Regions from separate parts of the Zea mays genome. Here region 1 is linked to region 2. The links are chromatin contacts, called in public Hi-C maps. All regions are on one chromosome and are shown on one strand. The core of a region is the stretch at or near the end of the contact, and the rest is flanking DNA. Distances in the headings are between cores, read along the strand shown.

Region 1 (5,695 bases), core at 1,199-3,698, 170 kb after region 2:
AACATAACAATCAAAGAACTGTACAAACCTAATTCTGCCCTTGCTTGTACTCCATCACATATCTTGCTTATAATTTCCATCAGTGTGAGTTTTGACAATGCTACCTCCTCGCCTAAGATGAGCTGCAAAGAGAAATTGAAAAAAAAGGATGCTGATGCTCTTTCTTCATTTCATATAGTAGAGAGTTATAACCACAGATTTGATAAAATCATACCATGTTTGGGTGTGACTGAAGTGCACATTCAAAGGCAACATGAGATGCTTTTCGTCCCATCAGACGAACAAAATAATAGTACTGATAGGAAGAAAAAAACATCAGCCATGGTTCTTAGTAGTAATAATGGTTGCAGCCTGCTTAGTTACTAATCCAAATGGGTGACAAGATAATTACCTTTCCAGCTGAGATCGCATCAAGACAAACATTGCTTACAAGCTGTGAATTAACCTGAAAAGTAGTTACCACACAAAATGACATTAGTGACAGATTGGCAATGGTATGTCATATTTGATTACAGTTCCATCAGGATCTACACATTATGCAAAATTTCTACTAGACTGCGCTTTACCTTACATACTGTATCAAATCCAACTGTTGTTTCAACAAACTGGTTCTTGAGGTCACCATTCAATGAAACTGGCACACCAACAACCTGTTTAATGAAGGTTTTGGATTCTTAGGAGTCTTATATGTGCTCCAAGAATATGAGCATTTAAAAACAGTTTAGACTAATAATGGTTATACCTTGGTCTTACAGTTATTCTGAATAAGGGTCTCCGCAAGCTGTGCAGCATCTGAATTGGAGGTCACACCTGTAGACCAAGTGAGAACGATGTTTTTTTAAATGCTAGTTTGAACCACTAGAAAAATCCAGGTAATTCTAATGATAAACATGTATTGAGTTTTCACATGTTAGAACATAACAAAATTTAAACTGGTTGGATGGTCACCAACTGCATGGTAAATTTGTTTATAAAATACTCTCTCTGTCGCAAAATATAATTTGTTTTAGATTAAACATACATTCATTAATTGATCTATGAATGTTGTTTGTATGTCTGCATTCATTATTATTCATTCGAATGTGGACAGAAAAAAGGCTAGAAAGAATTATATTTAGGACAGAGGAGATAAAAATCATCACTAGTGAAAATTATTGATTTCTTTGCCGAGTGCCCGAAAAAAACACTCCGCAAACCCATCGGCACTCGGCAAAGAGCCGGATTCCGGTAGTGACTTGTGGCATGTCCATGCAAATTATGTCAAAACAAAAGGTGGACGGATTTTGGTAGCCTTTTGTGGGCATTGGGTGTCCTTAATTAGTACCTCCAATGATGACCAACCCATCCAAGTTCAGACTGTGGCATGTTGTCATTGCAGCATTCACTTGCTTAGTAGTGCGGATCTGATCGATACTCCTACCGAGCAAATCGAAACCACCTTGAAAAGAGCAAACAAAATATCCCAGTATTGAGAATAACAGAAACCTGGCCACAATTAGTTAGGGGAGAACAAGTGAAGCCAACCTTGGTTCTTATAGGAAGCAAGAACATCGTCTGTGATCTCCAACGTCTTGTTTGCAAACAGTCCCTCCGTGCCACCTATAACACGAAGCACACAAATCTTAAAAAAGATACTGGAGGAAAAGGTACTTTGTATAAATAGCCAAAAATGTGACCGAATAGGTAATTTGCGAGATTTTGGTTACCGACGAATCCGTAGAGCAAGCTCTGAGGATTGTAGGCTTTAAGTGCGTCATGGAGGCCCCAGACGACGTTGTGCCCTCCCGGCGACTGCCTCCCAGAGAACACCACGCCCACCCTGCAAGGAAGCAAATTCAGGCAAGCCTCGCGCGATCTCGCACGCACATGATTAGACAGGGCGTCATGAGGCGGGCCTGATCGGGTGGCGCTCCTCAACGGCGCCGGCGCCGGCGGCCGGCGCGACGAAGCTGACGAGCGGCTGGCCAAAGGTGTGCGGGAAGGCCTGCGCGACGGCTTGGGCACAGGTGGGATCGATGGTTGTGGTCGCGTCACCGTACTCCGCCCTTACCGTCGGTCCCTGGAGGAGAAGGAAGGAATTGGGTCAAAAGTCAAAACCGATTGTTTGGCCGTCGATAGATAGAGGAATCAAGAAGGGTAAACCCCCAATAACCCCTCCCAATCACCACCACCAAAAAATCATGAGGGATCAGAATCACGCCCAGCAGAGACGGGGGAGAGATGTCAGATGAGCAGGCGGACAGGAATCGCACAGATGAAAGGCGGGTGATCGCTCGACCAAATGGGAATCACCTGGAGGCATGGCGGGAGGCGGGGCTGGTACAGGGCCCGCCGCTGCTGCAGGCCTCCCGCGAGCTCCTTGGGCGCGCCGAAGTCGGCGTTCATCTCTCTTCTTCTTGGCTACTCGATCTTTGGTCACGGATGCCTCCTCTGATCCTCTCACTTGCTCTCACTGCAGCTCTGCTGATTCACAGCGGTGGTCGCTTTCTTGTAGAGGGGAGAAAGCGAGGTGGGTGGGGATAAGAGCGAGAGCCGAGAGGTACAGGCATGCTGCGGCGCCGGCTGATTCACTGTTGGTTTCGATTGTCCGTGGCAGTTGAGATAGCGTAGTCGATAGCGAGAGTGATCCTCGAGTCCACTTCCACTTCTCCCCGACTGCTGCGCTGGCGCGCTTGTGGTTTCCTTCATGCCTTCTCTGTGGGTGGGTTGGTGCCTACGGGCGCTGCCGCCTGGGGGTGGTTTTGGCGCGCTTGTGGTTTCCTTCATGCCTGGCGCGCTTGTGGTTTCCTTCATGCCTTCTCTCGTGGTTTTGTGATTGTGTTATTTAGCCATTGTTTGGAAGGGAGGGGATTGAGGGCTAAAATCCCCTCCAATCTCTTTCTTTCAAAAAAAATTTAACGAAAGGAGTGTGATTGTGTTATGTTAAGTTAAACCTTCTTTGCATCACATACATGTTACAGAGATGGAGATCTTGTTACTAATCGCTGTTTTCTAGCACATACATGGCATTACAAGTCCGATGATGAGCAAGTGTCTGGCAATAAAAAACATGAAATTTAGGATGCTCAATCATCTTGCCCTCGTATGTTATCTCCATCAACTCTCCTATTTCATCCCCTATCACGTTGCTATTTACAGTGCAAATAGTGTTTATACGACCATATGCACGACCTGCTGACTTAGAAAGGTTATCAACTATCTTATGCTGGTTCCAGTGAACCAGTGTCTTGTCGATCGCCACATCAACTATTGATCGTACTGTCGACTGTGCTACTCATCATCAATCTTTATTTACTGTAACGTCGATCGTACTGCCGAGCGCATCCCCTCTAGTTGAAGCATATAAGTCAAACTCCATAGCCTTTCATGGGTATCTAGAGACCAACCAGATCTCATAAACTGTGACTAGCATTTAACGTACCCATATATATATGTTCCTCTTGAAAGGGAAATGTGCCTTTGGGCGATTTCTATAATGTTTTGGTGATTAAATGCCCAACACAATTGATTAAGTTCTTATGTGCTAAACAATGTGTGAAAAGTGCAAATTAAAGTACAAGGTATGTTTCTAGACTTAGTATATTATTTTGTACACTAATGTGTTTCTCTAAGTGCTAGAAACAGGGCTAAGAGAAGAAGTAATGCAATGGAAAAGTCTTGGCTGTGTGCAGCCAAACTCCAGCTCGGCCTGGCACACCGGACTGTCCGGTGCCCCAGGCTAGCCGACGGTGAACCAGCTGCTCTCGGAAATCGACGGAGTTGTACGGCTATAAATCACCAGACTGTCCGGTGAGTCATCCGCGACGAACTCGTCGGTCTCGGGAAATGAAAAAGCGACGTGGCTAAAATTCACCGGACTGTCCGGTGAGCCAACGGCGCTCGCGGCCAACGGTCGGCTGCGCAATCTGCGGGCGACGCGTGTCTCGCTCCAACGGTCGGTTGGGCACACCGGACTGTCCGGTGTGCACCAGACAGTGTCCGGTGCGCCAACGGGCCCGGATGAGCAATGGTCGGTTGCGCCCGATATGGAGGAGATCGCGCACCGGACATGAACATTGACTGTCCGGTGGTGCACCGGACTGTCCGGTGCACCACTCGACAGAAGGCAAGAAATGCCTTCCAAATTGATCTCCAATGGCTCCTAGTTGCCTTGGGGCTATAAAAGGGACCCCTAGGCGCATGGAGGAGTACACCAAGCATTTCTCTAAGCATACTAAGACATCCAGACTCCGCTCCCACACATTTGATTCGCTGTGTTAGTGATTTGAGCTCCATTCGAGTTGTGAACTCCCTGTGTTGTCGTTTGAGCTCAAGTCTTCACTTGTGTGCGTGGTTGTGCTACGCATTTGAGTCTTGTGTGTGTTGCTCTCCTCCCTTACTTCTGTGTTTCTTTTGTGATCATCATTGTAAGGGCGAGAGGCTCCAAATTGTGGAGATTCCTCGCAAACGGGAGAAAGACTATAAGGAAGAAAGTTGTGGTATTCAAGTTGATCATTGGATCGCTTGAAAGGGGTTGAGTGCAACCCTCGTCCATTGGGACACTACAACGTGGAAGTAGGCAAGTGTTACTTGGCCAAACCACGGGATAAAAATCGCGTGTCTCGTGTGTTGATTCTTGTGATTGTTTTGTTCGCACGAGCGTGTTCCATAGCCACTTGATTTAACTAACACTTTAATAATCAAGTCTATGGCTATTTAGTGTTTGATTTTACAGGATCACCTATTCACCCCCCTCTAGGTGCTCTCAATTGGTATCAGAGCCATACTCTTCATTTAAGGGACTAACCGCCCGAAGAGATGGATCCTAAGAGAAAGGGGATGGTGGTCAACGACAAGGAAAAGGAGTCCATCTTGAAAGGGAAATGTGCCCTTGGGCCATTTCTAAGTATTTTGGTGATTAAAGTGCCAACACAAATGGTTATGTGTTTAAACTATGCCAAATGGTGGACAAAGTGCAAATCAATACGAAGGTATGATTCTAGACTTAGTACTTTGGTTTTTGTGTACTAACATATTTGTCTAAGTGCTAGAATCAGAGAAAAGACAAATGGAAAAGACTTGGCTCGAGCAGCCAAGGCTCTGCTCAGTCTGGGTGCACCGGACAGTGTCCGGTACGCCAGGCTGGCGTCTGGTGAACTGCCTGCTCTCGGGTCTCGACGGCAGCATACGGATATAAATCACTGGACTGTCCGGTGGTGCACCGGACTGTCCGGTGAGCCAACGGTCGGCCGCGCAATCCGCGCGTGACGCGTGGCCGGGCCAACGGTCTGAAGGGGGCACCGGACTGTCCGTTGTGCACCGGACAGTGTCCGATGTGCCAACGGCTCCAAATCGCCAACGGGCGGCTGCACCAAAACAGGAAAGAAATCTGCACCGGACAGTGTCCGGTGGTGCACCGGACTGTCTGGTGCACCAGTCGACAGAAGGCAAGATTTGCTTTCCTGGATTGCTCTCAACGGCTCCTAGCTGCCTTGGGGCTATAAAAGGGACCCCTAGGCGCATGAAGGAGTACACCAAGCATACTTTGAGCATTCTTTATCATTCACACTTCATCTTTGCGCACTCGTTTGACATTCTTAGTGATTTGAGCTTTGTTCTAGTGAGAACTTTGTGATATTCATTTGAGCTCAAGTCTTGGCCGTGTGTGTGCGTATTGTTGTGGACTTGTGTGTGTTGCTCATCCCATCCTTACTTC
Region 2 (5,020 bases), core at 699-3,198:
TCTCATCTTTCTTCTGAATTATATTCTCTAGAAGCTATAGAATTGTTATTTCCTCGACATCGGGTAGCAAGCTAGGGACCTTTATGAGCAGCACCCAAAGCTGACAAACTGTTATAAGTATCTGAATATAGTGATACGAGTAAAAATTCAATTAGAAGAAGGGCAATTTATACAAATTGTCAAACTTAACCACTAGTATGCTAGTTTTCACTTTGAATACCGATTTACGGGATATTTTTTTATTGAATTTCTAGATGGATTTTTACCATATTGTATATATAATGAAAATTTTGACATGGCATACCCTATAGCGAGATCTGCCACTGTTTATGCCATATGCAATAATTTGATCAAGTGGAAACTATTCTACTAAGAGAGCTCTTCTACTAAACTCCAAAGTAACTGACACCAAAGTGCCTAACTAAAGATGAGATGAGTCCATAAAGGCAGGAATCATGCATTTATTTTCATTATTGTTAATTTTCTGGAATTCGATCAATGATCTCCCGGCTTCCAAGACTTAAAATAGCAAACCTACTGCACTTTTTGTTATTGTTTTTTCTGGTTCTTTTTGGTTTGTACTTTGGACGTTTGGACCTTTCCCTCTATATAAATGATAAGCCGTCACGTCAGAAGTCTCCTGTGCATTCGAGAAAAATAATGCTCTTTGACAAAAGGCATCATTTTTTTCAAATTTGACAAGCAGCATCCAAAACAACAAGCTCAAATCCCTAAACACGATCATGGATACCACAGTTAAAATGAAACAAACTTTGGTTAAAGTATAATAACAAGATAACGACTAGCGAGTCACCGGGGATTAATAACAGCACCAACACAAATGAGAAACCACAGCATAACAAAAACACTCCCAAGAGACCAAATTGCTCCCAGCTGACCAGCCTCATGTTCTTTGTAATCATCCCAAAAATTATGAAAGATGCAGCTTTTTATGATCGTGTTACCTGAAAAATGACACACTCCCTGAAATGATGACCTTACACTTGTGGATTCATACAAAGCAGTGTTGCAAGTGTAGGTAAACATTGAAGAGATTACATGCATAAATAAATGTAGCAATTCTTCACAATCCAAATTAACAAGGTGCACTAAAATTCCTCAACTAGACACCCCTTAGTAACCGGGAACTTGGCCACGTTCCTCTCGTTCTGGGAACATGGGAACAATCTCGTTCTCCTAGTGTTAAATCCTAGTTTTAGTAGCGTACATTGTACGTGGTTCCTCGACCTGGTTACTGAGAGACACCCGCATTGAGAGCACAGGATGAACTAATGATGCATTACCGGGAGGCCATGACCTGACCTGGGACCCAAAATTCGTGCATTCGAAAACTGGAATAAACCCTCATGATAACAGAAACTCCCCCTCCGAAAAGACGCACAGTACTAGTCAATTGTACTAGAGTCCTAGGTGAACAACATATCTTGCATGCCGCAATGCCGCTGAGCCGATTCCTATATGTCATTAGCCGCAACCGCAACAAATTGAGCAACTCAGCCAAATGAGCTAGGAAACATCAAACATGAAACAGGCGGATCAAGAAGCACGCACAAGTGACCACGGAGCAGAGAGCAAAGGATGCGGGAAAGAAGCATGGGGAAGAGCTGTCGAAATGCTTACTATCAGGCCCGCCGAGCTGGGCGACGGCATCGACGAAGCGGTCGTGGAGGTCGGCCGTCCAGCGGAGCCTAGGCTTGGGATCGGCCGTGAGCACCACGCTGGGCCCGCCGCCGTGCCCGGGCAGCCCTAACCCGCAGCCACTGCGTGGTGCGTCCTCGGCGACGGCGACGTCGGGTCGGCCGTGGCTAGCGTGGTGGATCAGGCTGGGGAACATCTTCCCCGCCCGGAGCTCACCTGCGCTTTAGAGTCTTTGCGCCCGGGTCCCTCCTCCGAACCGCGAGAGGGCGAGAAAGATTGGAGCTTTCTTCTGATGGCTGCTGTCGTTCCTCCCCGCTTTCGTGTTCCGCTTTTGCTTGCGCAGCAGAGTTTTCACCCAAGGAGAGATTCGACCGGCGGCCGCTCACGGACGGGGACATCGCGACACCCGGGCTTTCACCGTCGCAGTCGCACAGGAAGCGAAGCTATCATCACACACCAGTCACCACGCTTCTCACTTCGTACTGTTACTGGCACATGGGCATAAAACAGTGGTTTGTCTGTTTGTAGTCAAAAAAAATTTAAAAATTTAACATATAGTTCGTGCTAACATTATAACACACAGTGATAATAAAAAAGATGAGCGGCAATGCGAGAAAAGAAATTAACAATGGTGATGGTGGCGTAAGTGTAGAGGAGGGGGAGGGGGACTAGAGACGGCGAGGTCATCGGGGAGAGGGACAGAGAGGGATGAGGAATGAGAGATGATTCAAATAATATTGTACATTGAATTTGAGTCAGTAAGAGAGAGTAGGTTATCCAGCGATCTGAACCGTTGGTTTTAATAGTGTGTTTAGTCTGGATGCAATTTGTTTGGTGGATTTAGTGAAGGTTATGGGTATGGGGTGATTTGGTTGGGTGGTTCTTGCAAAGTTTAAACTGGTGGATTATATAATGGTATAGATTAAGCACGAGAGTAAAAGTCGTCGGATACCGTGTCCATGTACCTCTTTTGTTTCCATTCGTTCGATTCAACATGGATAGCTCCGGTCGCTTCTACTCCTTCGGAGAAAAATAAGGAGCCTCCAGGTTCTTCTAGAGTCTAGTCTTCTCGCCATGCATCTGCTATTATGCTCCATCCTCTCAGAGAGACAACGACTGTGGAGAGGGTCGTCCCAGTGTCCCCCTTACCCTATCTCTCCCCGACGGCACCACCCCCACCCCCTTGGCGCGCCGGTGGAGAGGGTCGCCCCACCGTCCCATCCTCCGTCTCTCCCCAAATGATGCTACCCCCACCCCCTTGGTGTGACGGTGAAGAGGGTCACCCCAGTGTCCAAAAGTCCCCCTCCCCCTGTCTCTCCCCGACGACCGCCACCCCAAACCACTCGGCACCCAACGGATGAACGAAGCAGTCATTCAGGTATGCCCCCCCACACACAACGGTGGTGCTCGATTCCTTCATCAATCAATGCATGACATCACTCGATACCCCCACAGTTACCTGCCTCTGCTTCTTCCCCTCCTTCCTCTCATTGGTTCCTCTTATCCCCAGAGGTGACGTCTACAAGTGTTACATCCGACCCTGGTGGTGACTGCACGTAAGGATGGTTTTGTCGCCTATTCCCTCCCAGCGACAGCGTGTTGGGGGCCTCTATTGCCGAAAGTCCTCAAAGCGTTGTATTTTCAATCAAATCATGTTTTAGGTATTACTAGAAGATAGTGAAGCCAACCTTCATCTAAAACAACGTGTGAGGAAAGGACGAAGCTAGAGAGCTTCAGTCCAACATGACTGACGAACAAGAATGAAGAGGAGAAGAAGCTTCGACTCCGAAATATTAACGCACGAAGCAAAAGAGGATGAGAAGTGTTGGTCACTCATTTTTAATACTTGATGGATATCAGAAACAAGGCAACACAAATGAATCATTCTCCAACTCCACCCTTTAATTAACTCTTCTCAGAGAGGCTAATTAAAGGAAGAAGGTTAAAAAGGTTAAAGAAAAGGTGACAAGTATGAAATACAAAAGACACGAAGGTAAATCAAACAACTCATCTTGGTTGAACATTACTTTACTCCATTTTCTATTATATGACGAATGATTGCAAAGATACATTCAGTTTTTATAAGCAATGATACGAAGGTAAAAAGAGAAAACAACTTCATATATGGAGCAAATCAGTTTTCTCCAGTCAAAAAAGGTGTGTCTCATGCATGCCATTGTTCCTCTATTTATAATCGAGAGGTACATCTCCGTAAAAATTACAATCATGCCCTCAAACCTATACATGCGAGCTACAAAGACGATAAAGGGCACTATTGTCTTTTTAGTTGGTAGTCTTGCTGAACAAGTCTTAGGGATCCCATCCTTCTCTTGCTAGCTCCTTCATCACACGTGTACGCCGCTAATCCGAAGTTTGTAGCTTTGTCTTTGCTACTGCAATTAGTGCACGTCATCTTCAAGCGAAGGTTCCCTTAGGCATTTACCCTGTTACACTCGAAACAAACTCAGGAATAAATGCTTAATTAATGTTTTAAGGACCTTCAGCTAAAGAGGGCCCCAACAGTAGCCCCTAGGTATTAGTTCGTTTTTCATAACAAGCTTAGGATACAAAATATACAAAGACCCCATGCTGAAGGTCCGAAAAACACCTTCTCTGGTCTCATTAGTGAAAACGAATTCTTAAAAATACACCTTCATAAGCAATTGTTGCGATGAGCCCATTTGCAGTGGTAGGTTGCATTTGATTTTTTTGAGTCTCGCAATTTTTTCTTATAAAATGGGCGGATACATGCGTGACAAATCACGACATTCATTTGCTTTTGCCATCCCGCAACTATTATTTTCTCTGCCTTTGAAGCTTGGTTCGACCAACTTTTCTCTCAAAAGCTTTACGCTTTGCTAGCTTTGTAGATTTCCAAATGGCTAGGTAGGGAAGGTCTAACGAGCTCGTCCTCATGGCATACTATGATGTTGCAGAAAAGACTAAAGTCAAGAAGACTACTAAAGAAAGCATGGTTGGTTTATCTAATGATTCTGATGTAAGTGAAGAATTTGATTTGGAGGAGGATAATGCTAAAGATCGGCCATCCAAGCCAGGTCATGTGAACTTCGGCAAGTCGACTATAATGAAGGGACACATTGAGGTGCTGAAAAACACTAACTATATTAGCGGTACCTCCATTGTGAGGCATGGTGGAGAGGATACTACCCCCTTCCTGAGAAAAATGAAGCGGTAGTGTTTTGAAGTTTTGTGAAGGCCGAACTCCAATTCCCACTCCATAAGATGGTAGTGGAAGTGATGAAAAAATTTGACATTTACCTTCATCAACTGACCCTAATGCCTTAGTGAGTCTAGGAATCTTCATCTAGATGGTAAGGAGCTAGGATGTGGAATTAAATGT

The links. A called contact is a pair of places that touch in the nucleus more often than the background predicts.
Region 1: a Hi-C map of leaf shows a contact between it and region 2, with 3 times the contacts expected there. The contact joins the promoter of LOC100191851 here to the promoter of LOC100272614 in region 2. A contact is called at or near these places in 4 of 25 Hi-C or Micro-C datasets (ear, endosperm, leaf and 1 more).

The regions. Positions count from the first base shown.
Region 1 is chr1:226,684,631-226,690,325 of Zm-B73-REFERENCE-NAM-5.0, forward strand. LOC100191851 reads right to left here and starts at 2,449. Exons shown (of 19, transcript NM_001137275.1): 1 at 2,293-2,449; 2 at 1,896-2,059; 3 at 1,707-1,819; 4 at 1,525-1,599; 5 at 1,325-1,438; 6 at 743-810; 7 at 567-650; 8 at 392-445; 9 at 215-295; 10 at 29-122. The coding sequence starts at 2,385.
Region 2 is chr1:226,514,769-226,519,788 of Zm-B73-REFERENCE-NAM-5.0, forward strand. It overlaps LOC100272614, which reads right to left and starts at 1,949. Exons shown (of 6, transcript NM_001147077.1): 1 at 1,642-1,949. The coding sequence starts at 1,855.